2 separate regions of the Mus musculus genome follow, and region 2 is linked to region 1. A link is a contact called in public HiChIP or PLAC-seq data. All regions are on one chromosome and are shown on one strand. Each heading gives the region's core, a stretch centred on a gene start, on an enhancer-like site or on the middle of the called end of the contact. The rest is flanking DNA. Distances are from core to core; before and after follow the strand shown.

Region 1 (3,496 bases), core at 922-3,421:
TAATACTACTATGAGTAAATTTTATGTAAATAACTGCTTCCCTCTATTGTTTAGGGACTAATGACATGCAAAATGTCTATGCATGCTCAGTAGAGGTGTAATTACTTTTGAGCAGTCCCAGTCCATGGTTGGTTTAATGCACAGGTACTGAGCCTGTGGCTACAGAGGGCTGATTGGGGAAGATCAGGAACAGCTGGCAGGTAAACTAACAGCAGAGAACAAGACGGAAGACTGCATTTTACAAATTACATGTGAGTAGGGTGATTTCACATTTTACAAAATCCACTGATATAAACTGCCTTTAAAGACTATATAGTTGCTTTCTCTCTGGCTCTAGAGGAATATATGCTACCTATTCTGCTAAGTAAGAAAGCCAGTGAAGTGAAAAAGAAAGGTTTTATTCTAAAACAATAACATTCCCCCTTCTGCTACTTGTGATTTCTTTTTTTTTATATTTTTATTAGGTATTTAGCTCATTTACATTTTCAATTCTATACCAAAAGTCCCCATACCCCCCCACTCCCCTACCCACCCACTCCCCCTTTTTGGCCCTGGCATTCCCCTGTACTGGGGCATATAAAGTTTGCAAGTCCAATGGGCCTCTCTTTGCAGTGATGGCCGAACAGTAACAGTAACAGTAACATTCCCCCTTCTGCTACTTGTGATTTCAAGGATCATAACAATTCCACTTAGATAATATGTCGTTCCTAGACCCCATAAGACTTACCTTTTAAGATTCCTACATTTGGTTACATGTGCCAGGGCAGGTTGGTAGCATAGGAAGGGGAGACTTGGGGGAGGGGTTGTATTAGGGTGTGACTGGGAGAAGAGGAGGGAGGTGGGCTTCAATCAGGACGTAAAGTAAGTAAATAATGAAAATGTTTACAAAAAGATTTTTCCAGAGTGCATTTGGTCGTGTCACAGTGAAGCAGACAAGTCTGCTATCTACTTCTCATCCCACCTACACTTTCTGAGAGCCTTACTTAAAGTTGCTTATTGCCTCCTCAGAAGACTAGCAACTATCTTTCTTCTAACACATTCTACCATAATAACCTTGTTGGGTATTAGAGAATAAGGAGGTACGCAGGTGTATTTAAGCTTCCAGTGTTTTCAAGGTAGGGCAGTGTTTTCCTTCTGGCTGTCAGGCAGTGTGAAAGATAGGGCTCACTAACTGCTTTGTGCTGTAAACGAGGGTTGTTAATCAAGGGCAAGATCAAAATGTAAAAGGTAGTGGTCTTCTCAAGGATCTGGGTTCAGCTCACAGTATCCACATCAGATAGCTCACAACTATCTGTAACACTAGCTCCAGGGCCTCGGATACTATATCTCTTCTGGCCTCCATGGGAATCTGCACTCATGTAGAGCACACACAGACACCCCCCACACCCCTCCCCCCCACAAGGCACACATAAACACAGCACACTTAAAGAAAATAGAACTTTTCTGATAAAATCATTTATATACTAGAGAAGACAGCATACAGGTAAACAAAATAACTATATGATAGGCACATCAGCCTGAATCAGCCTAAGCAGTCAGACAATAGAAGGAAATGCATCTCCACCTGACGGGAGTTACAGATAGCTTGGGAGGTGTCTTACCAGGACTGAAGACTCAGTGGGTGTTTCTTTCTTTTTTTTTTTTTAATTAGGTATTTTCTTCATTTACATTTTCAATGCTATCCCAAAGGTCCCCCATACCCACTCCCCAATCCCCTACCCACCCACTCCCCCTTTTTGGCCCTGGCGTTCCCCTGTACTGGGGCATATAAAGTTTGCAAGTCCAATGGGCCTCTCTTTGCAGTGATGGCCGACTAGGCCATCTTTTGATACATATGCAGCTAAAGACAAGAGCTCCCGGGTACTGGTTAGTTCATATTGTTGTTCCACCTATAGGGTTGCAGTTCCAGTGGGTGTTTCTTAAGACTACATAATCAGAGAGCATACCGAAGAAAGATGGCAGAATACACGAAGACACTGAAAAGAGCAAAACAAACACAGACCAGCTTTTTGAGGGTGGGCAGATGTTACAGAGTTGAAAAAGAATAGATTGCAGAAGTATGTGGGTGTGTGAAAGAAGTGGGAGATAAGACTGGAGACTCACTGGGGGCCGTGCCTCATGTGCCCACTAGGTCATCCTCACAGGCATGACTTTATCCTGGGCCACAGTGAAGTGAAGTCAGTTTATTGTTTTAACAGAGGAGAGATAAGGCCTTAGGAGAATCACCGCATAGCAAAGTAACACATGGGCAGATGACAGGAAATGAGATCAGGAATCATCAGGAAGGAAGGCCCTGGAACAACAGGAAGAGGTAAAGCTCTTAAGATGGTAGCCACAGATAAGATAAGGGAAAAAAGAGTTTGGCAAGGACTTGGCGGGTGACTGGAACTCTGGGGGAGCTGGGGCAGACATAAAACATAATTCTAGCTACAGGTGAGAAATCAGTTAAGAACTGAACATATTTATTTTAGCAGCCAAGTAAGTAGGCTTATGTCACTAGGTAAACTTTCATAGAGATATTGATTTGCAGATTTCCACCCTATAAATTAAAGCTTCAGATGTGGGTGAGATAACCTAGAAAGAGTGTTTTACCAAGGAAGTGGGAGCTCAGTATACCCAAAACACAGTTCCTAACTTTCATGATATGGAAGGGACCTCAGCATCCCTTGGTGTGAAATAGGAAGATATGCAGCCAGGCGTGACAATGTGCATGAATCTGAGAAATTTTTGCTAAGGAAAATCAGCCAAATACTAAAATACAAATATTGCATTCTCACTTATATGTGGAATCTAAAACAAAACAAAACAGAAAAGCAGAAAAGGAAGCAGAGAATAGAATGGCGGTTACCATGGTCTGGAAGAAGGAGGGGATGGAAGGGATGAGAAAGGAGCAGATGTTCATTTAAAGGTACCAAGTATCAGACTGGAAATATTTTAGTGACCAATTGTTTTATATGGTGATCATGATCAACAATATCATGTATTTCAAAGTACTTAAGATATTTTTAATATTCTTATCACACATATGAGTGCACACAAATGAGGTGCTTGGACATCAATCATCTTTATTAAATCTATAATGTATAAAAAAGCAAAACATTAAATTATTTGTCATATTATTAGTCATTTGAAATAGATACAGGAATAGATGAATAAATGGAAGATAGATAGATAGATAAATAGATAGATAGATGATAGATAGATAGATAGATAGATAGATAGATAGATAGATACCTATCATGTTAACAGGGGGGTATATATACCTTCAGACACAGTGTGCATGGATCTTCAAAAGAGGACTGAGATGTGTCCGTGACAGGAGGACTCAGAGGCAGAAGGTAGTGATGTCAGAGAACCAGTGTGAAACGAAAAATACCTCTTAAAGGTTTGATAAGAAGAGGATCAAAGCATCCCAGGGAATGGGGCAAGGATCTCCTTAGCAATCACACCAATAGTGGCTTCAGAGAAGTGGCAGGGTTACAAGCCAGGCTGAAGT
Region 2 (3,413 bases), core at 200-2,699, 190 kb after region 1:
ATTTTATGACTTTTCTTCCTAGTTTATGATAATATTCCTTTTTTTCCAATGATAATGTCATAAGCCTCATTTTCCCTTCTGTTAGGTCTTGATTATTCCCCAACAGGCTGATATTTAAAATAAAAACATTTAAAACTTTATCTTAGCATAACAGTTAATATGACTGCATGCATAGAAGAGAAAATAAGCCTATAGAAACTGTTAATGTTATCCCACACACATTAAGTCTAATGCAGCTTATCTAGCTAGCAGTTGCCCTTCAGGGTTGATCTGATGGTAAAGTCAAATCTTGGTTCTTAAAAGGTAAAATAAATAAGAGGATGGGCAACTCAGAATCAGCATTTCACTGTTAGGGCAGGGCTAACATTCAAGGGTCATTTGTATCTGACAGAAAAGATAACCAGGGAAGTTCTATACCCTTTGTGTAAGAGTCAACTCTAAATTATCCCTATTGATTTGCTTGCTATTTTTGTCTTTATTGCTTTGTCAATGACCTACAACAGCTGCATATTTAAGGGGTACAACGTGGTGTCTTGATTTATGTGTTTACTGTGTATAATTTTTAAGTATTTATTTTATTTGTTGCTATTATACTGTAATTACATCATTACCTGTTACCAATTTCTCCCTCTAAGCCCTCCCATGTACTCCATGTCCCTTCCTGTCTTTCAAATTCATGGCCTCTTTTTTTTTTAATTTTTCTTACACACACACACATACACACACACACACAAGCTTTCATACATAAACACGACCTGTTCAGTCTGTATTATGATCCTTGTATGTGTAAGTTTTCAGGGCAGACCATTCGGTGTTGGAGAACCAATTGATACACTCTTCCCTGGGGAAGGCTATTTCTTCAGCTCTCAGCATTCCTTAGTTGCCTGCAGTTCTTTGTGTAGGATTAAAACATCATGACCTTTCCCCCATATACATTAGCATGTCTACTGGTGTAATCCTTGTTGTCCTTGTTTAGGTCAGGTTTATGCTGCCATGTTGATGGACTTCATGGCTATAGCCTCTGACATTACTAGGAGACAGACTCTCACAGCAAACTCCCTGACTCTGTCTCCTACAGTCTTTGTACTCCTTTCACAGTGATCCCTGAGCCTAAAGTACAGGAGTGATAGTGTAGATATAACAAGTACGTCAATCAAAATTGAGCATATACTTGAACCAACTCTCAAAAGGGCCCCATTCTCATGTCTATTATATCACCATTTGTAGTTAGGAGATAAAATCATCCTAAATAGCCATAATGCTGAGTGGATATGCGGGTAGAATTTGTATATACAATGGAAAGCTACTTGGCCATAAAGAAGGATGACATTCTGTCATTTGTGACAACATGGAGAGACTGGAAGTCGTTATATCGTTATTGTTGTATAACATGCCAGAAGCCAGGTGCCTGGTGCAGATAATTAACTAATTACCCAGAAGATGCTTATGCAACTCCACTCTAGGTTATCAGTTTAAAACAGGAGGCAGAAGCTAGATCAGGCCACAGGAAGTGGCACTGGCTTCTGTCAGCTTCTAGGAGGAAGCTGGAGGGGAAGATAGAGGAAAACCTTGGCTGCCAGCCTAAGCTGACAGTTCCTGGGAAACAAAAATCGTCACATTAGGATTCAGTCCTAGCTTCCCAGCTTTAGTGTGTGCTGAACCACCTGCAGGCCCCTTCCCTGCCTTTGCATGTGAGGGCATCCGCTCATCTTTCAGGTTTCAGCTAAGAAACATACCCCTGGACCAATTTCTGCCCAAAGTGAATCCAGGACTCCCAAGGGCTGAGCAGAAATGGAAGCAGGTAAGACCATCTGAAGGGCAAGAGAGGAAAGGACCCTCCCCCAAGTTGTCTGTCCCCACCAACACTGCTTAACTTGTCTCTAGGTTCAACCATACCTCAGACACACCCTTCTGTTTTCTGTCCTGTAAGATTTTTAATTTCTGCCGGCTCATTATCCTAATTGGTTATGGTTTTTAATAGCACACACAAAAAGTTATCATACCACAAAGTAAATCATTAGCTAGAGGAACAGAAACAATAGAGGAGAAGACATTGAAGCAGAGAAGAGTGCTTGAGCTGTAGTTACCACAGAAATACAAATGTACAAAAGAACTGGAACTTAAATAGTGCGAGGAGTGGTTATGTAAGTGAAAGGGAAGAAGAGAAATGTTACTGAGAAGTTACTTCTGCAAGCCAGGAGGTACAGGGTGAATCCATCAATCATATTACAAAGGAGCACCACCGGGCCTCTGGGGAGATACTTTGTAAATCCAACAGACTACTAACACTTCTGTAGACCACAGGCTGGCATGAAAGCACTAAAAAGATGTAGGTAATTTCCAAGGTCAGTCAAAACCACCACTTACCATTTAATGAAAGTTTTAAACACTACAAATGCCCCCATTTTCTCCCCATCTTTTATGGTTTAGCAATAAGGAAAGGCTGTCCATCATGGTAGTCCATTCCTTAATGAGCCCTCTCTGACTCTTTAGGACTTTACAAAGAATAAAGGAATGGGAGCAAATGCAAATGTTTTACTAGCCTCTCTAAAAGAATAACATTAAAGAGACACACTACCCAGTAATGAAAATGGCTGACTTAAAGGAAATCTCATTCTCAGGAAGACCAACTATAGAACAATCAACAGTAACAGGCTTTATGTCCAAATGGGAGAGCAGGAGAAAGGTGTAGTATGCTTACCCTTGGTTAATAAGGCTTATACTGACACAATGGGGCCTAGGGGTGCTCAAAAGGCAGAGTTTAAGAAAAAATTATGCCTTTCTAAATAATAATTAATGGCAGTATTTTTTATTCACAAAGTACCACAGAAAACATCTTCCCTTCTGATCCCATTAATTCGCTACACAGAAACCTAAGCCAGGAAGAAAGGTCAAAGGGCTGCTAAACCTATGACATCACATCTGAAGCAATGTGAAAGCTGTTTTGTTCTGCACAAAACACCCTAGAGCCTCAGTTCCCTAGCTGCTGTCTAAACAAGAGCTGTTGTGCAGGCCCTAGGAGAAGAAATGCTCCTAAATTGTGAAGCTTGAGAGCTTCTCAAACCAGGAGATAGAGTCTGAGAACTAAAGCCTTACAGTCCTTAGTCAGACAGAAAGCTGAGGCTGCTAACAACACTGACAGACTTTTTTTCCTTTCCTTTCCTCCTCCAGGAAAGAGCTCCTTTACTTAAACCATAGGTGAGTCACATCTGTTTGACCCCCAACAACAAAGGGCAACATATGAAGTGCTTCCTGGATTTGCAGTGACGTGCTCACATGTATCAAGGAGAATACTCACTGGAATCCTTACTGTCAAGAAAGAACGTTTAAATTGTGATTTTCATGGATCTGTAGAGAAAGTTCAATGGTTTAGAGCACTTGCCAAGGACCCAAGTTCCTCTGCCAGTACCTAC

What was found. HiChIP or PLAC-seq counts read pairs in DNA pulled down with a chosen protein or histone mark.
Region 2: a contact with region 1 is called in an H3K27ac HiChIP or PLAC-seq map of the HPC-7 cell line, with 6 times the contacts expected there. The contact joins two enhancer-like sites. A contact is called at or near these places in 1 of 15 datasets of contacts at CTCF or cohesin (the NIH/3T3 cell line), 1 of 484 Hi-C or Micro-C datasets (the HPC-7 cell line) and 2 of 115 datasets of contacts at active chromatin or transcription factors (the HPC-7 cell line and embryonic stem cells).

Annotation. Positions count from the first base shown.
Region 1 is chr8:68,414,615-68,418,110 of GRCm38.p6, forward strand. All of the region lies in intron 4 of Csgalnact1 (chondroitin sulfate N-acetylgalactosaminyltransferase 1), which reads right to left. Among named protein-coding and RNA genes, the nearest start is that of 1700125H03Rik, 48 kb to the left of the region's middle. Within about 2 kb of position 2,172, at least 12 of the 459 cell types and tissues checked have an H3K27ac peak or open chromatin away from gene starts, as enhancers often do. A contact at or near this core is called in the HPC-7 cell line, where this site is marked.
Region 2 is chr8:68,605,387-68,608,799 of GRCm38.p6, forward strand. The region is part of intron 2 of Csgalnact1 (chondroitin sulfate N-acetylgalactosaminyltransferase 1); the gene reads right to left. Among named protein-coding and RNA genes, the nearest start is that of Csgalnact1, 130 kb to the right of the region's middle. Within about 2 kb of position 1,450, at least 40 of the 459 cell types and tissues checked have an H3K27ac peak or open chromatin away from gene starts, as enhancers often do. A contact at or near this core is called in the HPC-7 cell line, where this site is marked.